Linked DNA regions of Sus scrofa: region 1 is linked to region 2. The links are chromatin contacts, called in public HiChIP or PLAC-seq maps. All regions are on one chromosome and are shown on one strand. Each heading gives the region's core, a stretch centred on a gene start, on an enhancer-like site or on the middle of the called end of the contact. The rest is flanking DNA. Distances are from core to core; before and after follow the strand shown.

The links. HiChIP or PLAC-seq counts read pairs in DNA pulled down with a chosen protein or histone mark.
Region 1: an H3K27ac HiChIP or PLAC-seq map of skeletal muscle shows a contact between it and region 2. The contact joins the enhancer-like site here to the promoter of ANO6 in region 2. A contact is called at or near these places in 1 of 5 promoter capture datasets (liver), 6 of 47 Hi-C or Micro-C datasets (heart right ventricle, liver, mesenteric adipose tissue and 3 more) and 2 of 2 datasets of contacts at active chromatin or transcription factors (alveolar macrophages and skeletal muscle).

Annotation. Positions count from the first base shown.
Region 1 is chr5:76,228,163-76,233,298 of Sscrofa11.1, reverse strand. The region is part of intron 3 of ANO6 (anoctamin-6); the gene reads right to left. Among named protein-coding and RNA genes, the nearest start is that of ANO6, 120 kb to the right of the region's middle. Within about 2 kb of position 1,603, at least 5 of the 83 cell types and tissues checked have an H3K27ac peak or open chromatin away from gene starts, as enhancers often do. A contact at or near this core is called in skeletal muscle, where this site is marked.
Region 2 is chr5:76,109,899-76,115,767 of Sscrofa11.1, reverse strand. ANO6 (anoctamin-6) reads right to left here and starts at 3,340. Exons shown (of 22, transcript XM_005655713.3): 1 at 1,969-3,340. The coding sequence starts at 2,041. It overlaps LOC110260769 (a long non-coding RNA gene), which reads right to left and starts at 1,962. Exons shown (of 2, transcript XR_002344171.1): 1 at 1-1,962.

The sequences.
Region 1 (5,136 bases), core at 354-2,853, 120 kb before region 2:
ATGATCTGCAGACCCCTATGTTCATTGCAGCACTATTTACAACAGCCAAGACATGGAAACAGCCTAAATGTCCGTCAACAGAGAATGGATTAAGAAATGTGGTACATATATACAATGGAATACTACTCAGCCCTAAAAAGGACAAAAATAATGCCATTCGCAGCAACATGGATGCAACTAGAGATTCTCATACTAAATGAAGTCAGTCAGAAAAGAGACAAATACTATATGATATCAGTTATATTTGGAATCTAAAATATGGTACAAATGATCCTATCTACAAACGGAAAGATCATGGACAGGGAGAGCAGACTTGTGGTTGCTGGGGTGGGGTGGAGGGGAAGTGGGATGGACTGGGAGTTTGGGGTTGGTAGATGCCAACTATTACACTTGGAATGGATAAACAACCATGGATTCTTACTGTATGTATGACTAGGTCCCTGTGCTGTATAGCAGAACTTGACACAACACTGTAAATCTACACTCTAATAAAAGAAGTCATCTGCAGAAAAGAAGAGAAACAAGTATAGAAAGTGGTTGTTTTCTTACTTTTCCTTTTCTAGAAGAGGGCGGCATCTATTTGCACTGCTCTCATCTGGCAGTGGTTAACACTGGTGAAAGAAGTGTGGGTGAGATTAAGCTGTAAGATATTTCCAATTAAAGTCAGGAATGACAAAGTGATGGATGTGATAAAACAAGACCAGTGGTTGTGAGAGGACATTCATGAGAGAATGAGTAACCTCTTGGAGGCTGACCTCTTAGGATCTCCATATCCCTAAAGTGTCTTGCTTTGCTTTTATCTAATATGGAGTCAACATCAATCCATTACCTTAAACTTTTTAAAAGCTATTAGCATTTTCAGTGTGACCATCTCCAGAGGAAGAACATGCAGTAGGTTTTCCATGCAGGCAAAACTGTTGTCCTAAAGGACACTTTTTGATCTTTAAGAAAGAGCTCCCAATCTCATACTCTGGAATCAGTCAGAACCAAAATAATATTCCTCCAACCAAATCCTTCATGACTTAATGGACTTTCACAGTATTCTCTCTAAAATTTTAAGATCCTTACTCTTAAGGAATAATAATTTTAGCTTGACTTCATAACCATAGGTTTCCCTCCACTTAACCTTTTGTTCCTGTTCATTAATCTTATTTCAATAGCATATCTATTTTCAGTTCTTGGAAATTAACTGGTTAGACTCAAACATTTTACTGGGTAGTTCCCATTCACCAAATCCATAGCTATGAACTGCCTCCTTTTCTCTATCCCGTGAGGTGTGTGGGAGCCGGGTTACCAGTCCCTGAGATTTTAGGCTTTTGAATAAAGAGCTAATCTCAAAACATGTGATTATAATCTGAGAATAAACAGAAAAGGGAGTCTGAAGCTACTGCTATTCAGCTCGGTGAGCTGAACAAGATACAGAGGTTTAACTGAGAGAGAAACTATGGCAACATGTGTTCAGCTCTTTTCCAGGTTCCTGTGTGATTCTTCTTCTGCAGATTCCCTCAAAGCTACAATCCATTATTCTCAGAGAGCTCTTCATCTTTCCCAGGAGGTTTCCATTTCCAGTCTAAGAAATGCCCTGAGTTATTTCCAGCTGCTCAGGGTTGCAGCACAATCGTCTCGTCATCAACTGTGTCTCCTCTGGACTCTCATGTCCCATGTGTGCCTTGGCCACAATCTTCTCAGACCACTTCTCTGGGAATTGATGTTTGCAACCTCATTCAGAGCCAAGAGGTAGAAAAACAAATCAGAGCATCTAGTGCCCAGCAAAGCAAAGGATTGTGACAACTCCTATCAGTTGGTTAATGCTCTCTAAAGATATTACTTTTCCTCTCTACTCAAGGAGTTTACAAAATGGCGGTTCTTTTTGGTATCAAAAGAATGCGCAGATGTTTCCAAAACAAAATTAAAAAAAAAAAACAAAAAATAAAAATGACTCATTTAAAACGATGACACAAAGTTGTTTTAAACTGACTACAGATAATAAATAACACTTTACAAAATCCTCCTCCCATCAATTATCGGGAAATTGCAAGAAATAAAGTACTCTGAGGAAATGAGTTTTCAGATGAACTTTATGCCAGTTTTAAAAAGGTTACTTCAACCATTTTGTGCTTAAAATTTTCTCAAATATAGTAAACAATAGTTTTTGATTTTTTTTTTTTTGGTCTTTTTTTTTTGGGCCGAACCCATGGCATATGGAGGTTCCCAGGCGAGGGGTCGAATCAGAGCTGTAGCCAATGGCCTACACCAGAGCCACAGCAACATAGGATCCGAGCTGTGTCTGCGACCTACACCACAGCTCACAGCATCACTGGATCCTTAACCCACGGAGTGAGCCAGGGATGGAACCTGTGTCCTCATGAAAGCTAGTCAGATTCGTTTCCACTGAACCATGACAGGAACTCCTATTTTTTAATTTCTTAGAAGATATTGAACATTAACTCTTATTACTATTATTACTGTTACTACTACTATTGTTATTATTATTAAGGAGGGAAAAATGAAGGGAGCCCAAAATAAGAATAAAGAGCACGCGCTTTCATATCTGGTAGAGCTGGGTTCAAATCACAACTCTGCCACATATAATTGGTTGTGTGCCTTTGTGTATATATTTTCTCTCTTTAAGTCTATTCATCTGTAAAAAGGAGGAAATCGCAGCAAGAAATGCAGGGTTATTGTGATGATTAACTACGGTGATGTGTGTAAAGCAACAGCACAGAGACTGGGACACAGGAAAAGTGCAATAAAATGTGAGCTTTGGATGTTTTCTATTTTAACATGAAATAGTTCTTTATTGTAACGAGCTGCATTTAGTGCATTTGCCTACTTTATAATCCCAAGGAAATTTCACCTGCATCTTGCTTTCTCTCTCTGCCATCACTCCGATTTGAGGAATCATTTCTTTTGCTATCAATTCACCTGTTTGTAATAGGTGTTCCACTACGCTTTTATTACCGCTTATATCTGCTTTGATTTGGGCAACCAGAGTAACTGGATTTGTTGAGTTTCTTTGAAAGGTTTTGGATCTCAGAGGCTTTTCAGCTTTCTTCAGGTTTTGAGTAAACTGTGACTAAAACAAAAGGTCCCATCCCAGAAACAAAGTGTGGCAAAGCTTACTACATTATTCTGCTTCCCCCAGTCTCTGTCAAAAGAGGTCTTATGATATCTGGCACCAAAGAGAATGAAAATAATTAATGAATTATAAATAGAGATGGAAATGAAAAAAGAATTAAATGTTGCCATTTGCAACATGGGTTGACTTGGAGGGTATCATGCTAAGTGACATAAGTCAGAGAAAGACAAAATAGCTTATATGTGAAATATCGCTTATATGTGGAATTTAAAAATAAACTAGTGAATACAATAAAAAAAAAGAAACAGACTCAGAGATAAAGAGAACAAATTAGTGGTTACAAACTAGGGGTTACTAGTGGGGAGAAGGAAGGGGGTAAAATAGGGGTAGGGGATTAAGAGGTATGAACTCTTACGTATTAAACAAATAGGAGTTCCCTGGCGACCTAGTGGTTAAGGATTCCGTATTGTCACTGCTGTGGCTCTGGTTTGATCCCTGGCCTGGAAACTTCCACATGCCATAGGCGTGGCCATAAATAAATTGAATAAATAAATAAGCTACAAGGATATATTGTACAATATAGGGAATATAGCCAATATTTTATAATAAATATAAATGGAGTATAACCTTTAAAAACTGTGGATTACTATGTTGCACTATAACTTATTATGGTGTAACATTACCTGTAACTTATGTAATATTGCATATCAACTACACTTTGATAATAAAAAATAAATAAATAGAGATACAGAGTCAGGGCCAGAGAAAGTAGAAGGAAGAAATATACTAACCACTGAGACAATTGTAATTGTGATTTTGACATGACCTTGGCACAAGGCCTCCTAGCAGCGGGGCAAAAAAGGAAATATGTTCCAAGATATAGTCCCTGTTATCAGAAAAAAAGGAAGCATTCTGATGTTTCAGGGAGAAAAAAGTTTCATGTGAGCTCTTATACAGAAACACCCAGTTTTTATCCATCTTCCTACCAGACAATGTCCTTGGCAAGGAAACAGAGTTATAGAATACAATATACTGGTAACCTTTGACTTTTCTGTCTTCCTTTACTTCTCAAATCACTTCTACCTTTGAAGCAATTAGTCTGCTTTTCACTGTTTCATCTGTGTCATCACCTGAGTCTGTGCTCTCGACCTTCACTAACTAGATTACAATTAACAACCCAATTCGGGACCTGGCATCCACTTGTTCCATTTGCCAGTTCAGTTGACACACTGCCACCACATGGATGTTGGCTGTTCCTAAACCAGCATGTTCCAGTCACAGGATTCAAAACCCACCCGTTACCACTCTCAGTGTCCCCTGGAGAAAGTGTCCACTTTTCAGAGGGGTATGCCGAGTTCACATTGTATTTACTGTCCCTCCCCATTCCTCACCCTCCAACCCAACCATCTTCTCATCAGTGTTCTGACTGTATCACGCTGCTCGCTGCTTCTCCCTGGCTCACAGCATTTCCCCTCCTGAAATCCCTTCCCACCCATCCATACCTTAATTCTCCACTAAGCTCTAGCTCACTTCTTCTCTGGAGCGGTTTTCCCAATAACTTGGGTTCCTGTTTCTTTCTCCTCACTGTACTCCTGCCCAGGCTAATGGATGTGTGCTCTGTGGACCTCTGGAAATTCCTGAGACCCTTTGGGGAGGGGGGCATGTCATGAGGGCACACGCATTCTTACAACAATACTAAGATGTGATTCGTTTTTCTCCCTGTGTTCACATCGGCAATGACGGGTGTGCAAGTGAAAGTGCGTCGTGCCTTTGCACTGCCGACCTCTTAGCACAATGCAGCCGTGGCACCCAAATGTTTGAGTCATCAGTGTGTTCTTCACCACCACCCACTCACGGAAAAAAAAGAAGTCACTTCACTTCAGAATGTTCTTGATGAAGCCGTGACAACTCCGAACTTTATGAAACTTGACCCTTGAGGACAGGGCGTTTTAATATCTGTGTACAGAAATGAAGTACCCATTAAAGCACCTGTGCTGCACAGCCAAGTACGACGGTGGTCTTGAGGAAAAGTGCTATGCAATTTTTTCCACAGACAC
Region 2 (5,869 bases), core at 2,091-4,590:
AATCAATCTGCACAAGGCTTGCAAGTCAGAAAACCTGGGTCTGAATCTTAATTAGCTGTGTAAGAGGCTAAGCAGATCAACATGTGAGTTTCAGTCTTCTCTCCTATAAAAAAAAAAAAAATACTACTACTTGTTCCCTCCATAAGGATGGATACCTAATAAATTTTTCTCAAGTGAATGAAAGGTAAAGCTGAACCATGGAGTATATGTAATTCCTTCCATTCGTTTTTGGATTTAAATGAGCAGTGCCTCCAATAGCCAAGATACAAAAAGGCATCGTCTGTGTACACATGAATGGACAGAGATGAAGTAGTTACACACACAGGAGTATTATTCAGCCATGAGAAAGAAGGAAATTCTGCTGCTTGCAACAAAAGGGGTGAAACTTGAGAGCATTATGATAAGTAAAAAAAAAAAAGACAGAGAAAGGCAAACACTTCTGTGCTATCACTTACAAGTGAAATATAAAAAAGGTGAGCTCACAAAAACAGGAGAAGGCGTGGGGTGAGGAGATATTGGTCCAAAGGGTACACTTCTAGTTATAAGATGAGTAAGTTCTGGAGATCTAACATACAGAAAGTGATTGAAGTTAATAACATTGTATCATATACTTTAAAGTCGCTAGAAGAGAAACTCTTAAGTGTCCTCACCACAAAAAAAGAAATTAAGCCACATGATGGAGGTTGTTAGCTAACTCCATGGAGGTAATCATTTTGCAACATATAAATGTGTCAAATCAACACGTTGTACACCTTAAACTTACACCTTGTTATATGTCAATTATATATCTCTTTAGAGCTGGAAAAAACTGAAAAATAAATGAGTGGTATCTAAAATGTGAACGAAAAATCACATCTAACTCCTAAAATTAAGTTACTTTTAAAGTCATTAGAGAATATATTAGAACGTATTAGTAAAGCATATATTAGAGAAGAGCATTAGTACATGAGAAGGAACTGTTATGTTATTTAAACTAATTCGGCGTCCAGGAAACTGAGTCGGAGACTGCCTGGTAATTTAATTGCCAGTCTTCTGGAGGGACTCATTAAGTCATCATTCCCTGACAGTGTTCTCTTTAGGGACCTGACTTTCTCCTCCTCTCCTTCGATTGCTCGCATCTTCCTCGCCTCCTCCCACCCCTTTTGTTTGTTGACTCTTAAAGGGCTCTCCCTCTTTCCCTTCCACTACTTGTGAGCAATTTTAAACTAGAAATGGGGCGCCCCAGGCTTGCCCCTAGGCCCCTGGTCCTCTGGACTGTAGGAAAAGCCCAGCGATCCACCCTGCCCAAGGGCTTCCTCCTCCCATCACTTCCCCCGCGGGCCGGCGCAGCTGACGAAAAAAGGATCCCGGCCACAAATCAGTTCTCGGCCGCCCCTCCCAGCCCCAACCCTCTGACCCAAAGTCCCGCGTCCGCTGCCACCTTCGGAGGATTCTGGCGGGTCACACCCCGGCTCTCCCAACCCGGGCGCCCATCCCAACACCGCCCACGGCTCGCCGCCCGCGCCAGCTCTTCGGAATCCCCAGCGCCGGTTCGAGCCGGAGGAAATGACCCAAAAGTTGTTGTTCTCAGTCAAGACTTCCGCGCGCGCGGGGGGCGTCTCCCTGTCTCCCGCGACTGTTCAGGGACCGCGACCCTCGCAGGGTTTCTCTAAAGTGACCCGCGGACCCGCGCGTGCCCCGCCCCTCCTCTGCTTTCCCGGGGGCTGCCTGCCCGCCGCGAGCTGAGCAGGGAAGCAGCCGACCCGCGGAGCGCGGCGGCCGCATTGCGGCCCCGGGAGTGCGGCGCGCGGGCTTCCACCTCCCGGTGCTCCCGAGCCAGCTCCCCCGAGCGGCCGAGGGTTCCCGCCAACCTCCACCGCCAAGGGTGCGGCGCCCACGCGCGGTCCCGACTTCCTCCCGCGTCGGCTCGCGCTTTCGGGTGCGGACGCAGGGCCCCAAGTTGGCCCACCCTAAGGACCCCTAGCTCACCGATATCCCCATCCTCGTCGTCGTCGTCCTCCAGCTCCCTTTCAAGTAGAACGTCCCTGGTCATCATTTGCATGCCTCTCCCCGAAGGAGGCTCGGAACTTGGCGCGAAGTTGGGGGTTCCCGGGGTCCCGAACGACGGCGCTCTGGCGGGGCTGGCGCCCGGGCGAGGACGGCGGGGCGAGTCTCGTTTCGGACTCAGGAGCCTCGGTGCTCAGCCCGCGCTCCGGGAAGCCGAGACCAGGAGGCAGCCGACCCGAGCCCTGCGCCCAAGGCAACCTCTGGCCACCGAGCCGGGCCGGCCACTGAGCATGCCCAGTGAGCACCGAGGTTTGCTGCGGAATGATTGAACTTCCCAGGTTTACGAGGCTCTTAGAAGGAAGTCAGGAGAAGGGAGGGAGTAGCTGGCGTCCGCGTTGTGCACGCGAGTGAACTAGCCGAAGGGGGTGGCGAGAGCACGCGAGGGTGGGAGTGGACAGGGTTCTCGGTTGCCCCAAACGAGGCAGCTTTCTGTTCCAAGGTCATATATGGGCACGTCCTGGGGCTTGTTTGCTTTGACATCTATCTAAGAGGGGAAAGACGCAGCTGCAGCTCAAGGAAAGCACCCTGAAGGCGAGCACGTTTGGATGTGTTTAAAGGGAACGTGAAGCTAGTAGAGGATCTTAAAGTATCAATTACTCTGACTCTAGGTGGGGGGATGTGCCTTCCGGAGGGGAATGGGGAGAGGGAGATTACAGGGAAAAGAGGCCAAACTCGTAGATAATAAACAACGGAAGAAAAATGACCCAAAGAGCGAGATCTAAAAATGCTTGTTTACAAAAGGCAAGAGGATTTCCGCCTAAAGTGAGGTTAGGAGGAGGGAGAAGCGCCCCCTACCCCCGCACGCTGGAGCGCACAGGGAGTGGTCGGAAGATGATCACCCAGCATGCAGCGTATTGGGACTTTGAAAGCTTGAACCTTGGCGTCACATAAAGGCAAAGGAAGTGAGGACCTCCCCGATGGTTCGGTGTAAACTCTAAAGCAGTGTGGAAAACTATTATAAGCAGAAGAAATAAGGTGCTGAAATAACGTTGAGGCAGAGAGCGTAAGAATGCTTTCGTGAAGACCAAAGGGCTCAACATGACAAATACAAAGGGATTTCTGCTTTTAAGACACATGGGGTAGTTTGAACTGCAGATTCCTGGGTTTGTGCATCTGCAGAATTTTCTTCCAAGCAGCTGGTGAATTCAGGTGGGACGATTTTTGACTTCTCGAAAGGGCTGGAAGGTGTAACCAAATCCTTGTTGTATTCATTGTCCCCCTAACACTTATTGAAACTTTTTCCCATTTAAGTACCAGCATTATCATGATAATTAGAATAAACATTGAGCTAACACTAAATCTACTGTGCATCTTATTCTCCTATATACTTATTTCTGATGTTTTCATATGAAATTTCATATGAAATGAAACAGCCACAGCAAGCGGGATCCTTAACCCATTGAGCAAGGCCAGGGATCTAACCTGCATCCTCACGGAAACTAACTGAATTTGTTTCTGATGTGTCACAACAGGAACTCCCCATGTGAAAACATTTTCATATGAAACATTGAGCCCACCTGTGAGTGGCAGTGGGAAAACAGCTATGAATATGCATTATAAAACAGCAAATTAAGAAAATATCCAGAATTATTAAATTAGTGATTAACTGAAGCCCTCCTGCACAAATTAATTAATGCATAAAAAAATGAAAAAAAACCCACAAAAAAGAAAATATCCAGGAAACACTGTAATTACTTCTTAAAGAACCTTTTGAAAAAAATTATTTTTAATATAAAGAAAAGTCAATACAGTACTCTGAAGAGAAGAGGGGAAAAATAAAAGATGGGAAGGTAAAGAAAAAGTTGAGAAGTGGAAAAGATTTTTTTTTAATTCTGTCCCCAATGCTTATGGAGCCTACTAAAACAAATTCCAGAGGAATGTTGGTTACATGATTAGTTTTCATGATTTTCATTTGACAAATGCATATGGTAATTTTTATGTGTTAGGCACAATTCTAAATGTTTTACATGTGGTCATTTAATTCTCACAATGACCCTAGGAGTTGTTACCACACATTTACTCAGACACAGGGTGACTGAATAACTTGCCCCAAATCACACACACACAGTAAGTGGCAGAGTTGGGATTCAAACCCAAGCAGCTTATTCTAGAATCTGTGTTCCTAGCCACTTTCTAAACCTCTTCTAGAGACATTTCTAAATCTGTTTTTAAAAAATCACTTTGCACCCCATCAATTCTAAGCTCTTAAATTCTTATCAACTTCCTGCCATAGTCCTCTCACCAAATTGCCTGGTTCTTAGGGCCTAAGACTTTGCTCAAGATAAATTAGTTAGAAAATTCTTGTGTTTGCATTTGCAACAGGTTTCAATGAGTCATTTGAAGTTCTTCACAGATTTTAGAGTTTACATTTTTCTTGCTTGATAAATGTTGCAGAGAGACACTGCTGGCCTTATATGTACAGGTGACTGTTGCTAGAAGAGAAATGAATTATTTACTTTAGTTAGCTGTAAGTCTATTATTAGTAAATCCCATTCTTTCATTTAATCCATTTTATTTCCTGTAATGGATTATTTTTTTTCCACCTAAGACATGCTTCAAAAATAATCAATGTAATAGGCCTAGGTAAGAACCACACCCTTGACTCTGAAAAATTATTGTCTAGAGTTCCTGTCATGGCTCAGCCACAGTTAACAAACCTGACTGTCCTCCATGAGGTTGCAGGTTCGATCCCTGACCTTGCTCAGTGGGTTAAGGATCTGGCGTTGCCATGAGCTGTGGTGTGGGTCGCAGACATGACTCGGATCCCAAGTTGCTGTGACTCTGGCGTAGGCTGGCAGCTACAGCTCCGATTAGACCCCTAGCCTGGGACCCTCCATATGCCACAGGTGTGGCCCCCAAAAGACAGAAAGGCAAAAAAAGAAAAAAAAGAAAAATGATCATCTATATCATGAATAGTTTATGAAATAAAATGTGCCTAACAATCTGTGCCCAGGTTAGAGGGTTTGCAAAGCTTTTCCAAGTCGGGGATCATGGGCCAAATATTTTCTCCCTCATTGGTCTTCTGATTAATTAGAACACTTGTCTGGACACAGAACCGCCTGACTTCTCTGCCCGACCCTTAAATTGGTGCTTCTCTGGCTTCCATCCTTGGGCCTCTTTTCTTCTTATCTTTCCCTGCTTAACTCATTCAGTCTTCTAACTTTAATATATTCCCAAGCAAGGCTAGATTCATGGGCACAGGGCCTTGCACTCAGAGAGGCTTAGGCTTGAGGTCTTAATGCTCTGTGATTGCCAGCCTGAAATTCTTTTTTTTTTTTATTTATTTAAGTATAGTTGATTTACAATGTTGTGTTAACTTCTGCTGTACAGCAAAGTGACTCAGATGTATGTATATATACATAATAAATATATATGAAACATGTTATATAAATATATATAAACATATGTGTGTATATATGTCTATATATATTTCCATACTCTTGAAAAATATGAAATTGAAATTCTTAATAACATCTTTGGTTTTTTATTTTGTAAGTGAAGTCTAGTGAGGGTATGGGACATGTCTCCTGTCACCTCTGTGCCTCCCTGGGATAGGTGCAGCTGCCAGCTCCCTTCATTTTCTGGCCTCTCAGCCCTGTCCACTCTCCTCCTCACCCTACCCAGGACCAGGGGGACCTGGGCAACAGGCACAAGGAAGGTCAGGGTCATGCGTCCTAGGGCAGGGCATGGCAATAGCTGTCCTGGAACGTCAGCACCGCAGTGCACCCCGTGGGCATCTGGGTAGGGATGAGGCTCTTACTCATCCCCTGTGCAAGTGCATCCTAGCATGGATGTTGCAGTCTCTTGGAGGTATCCCACCAAT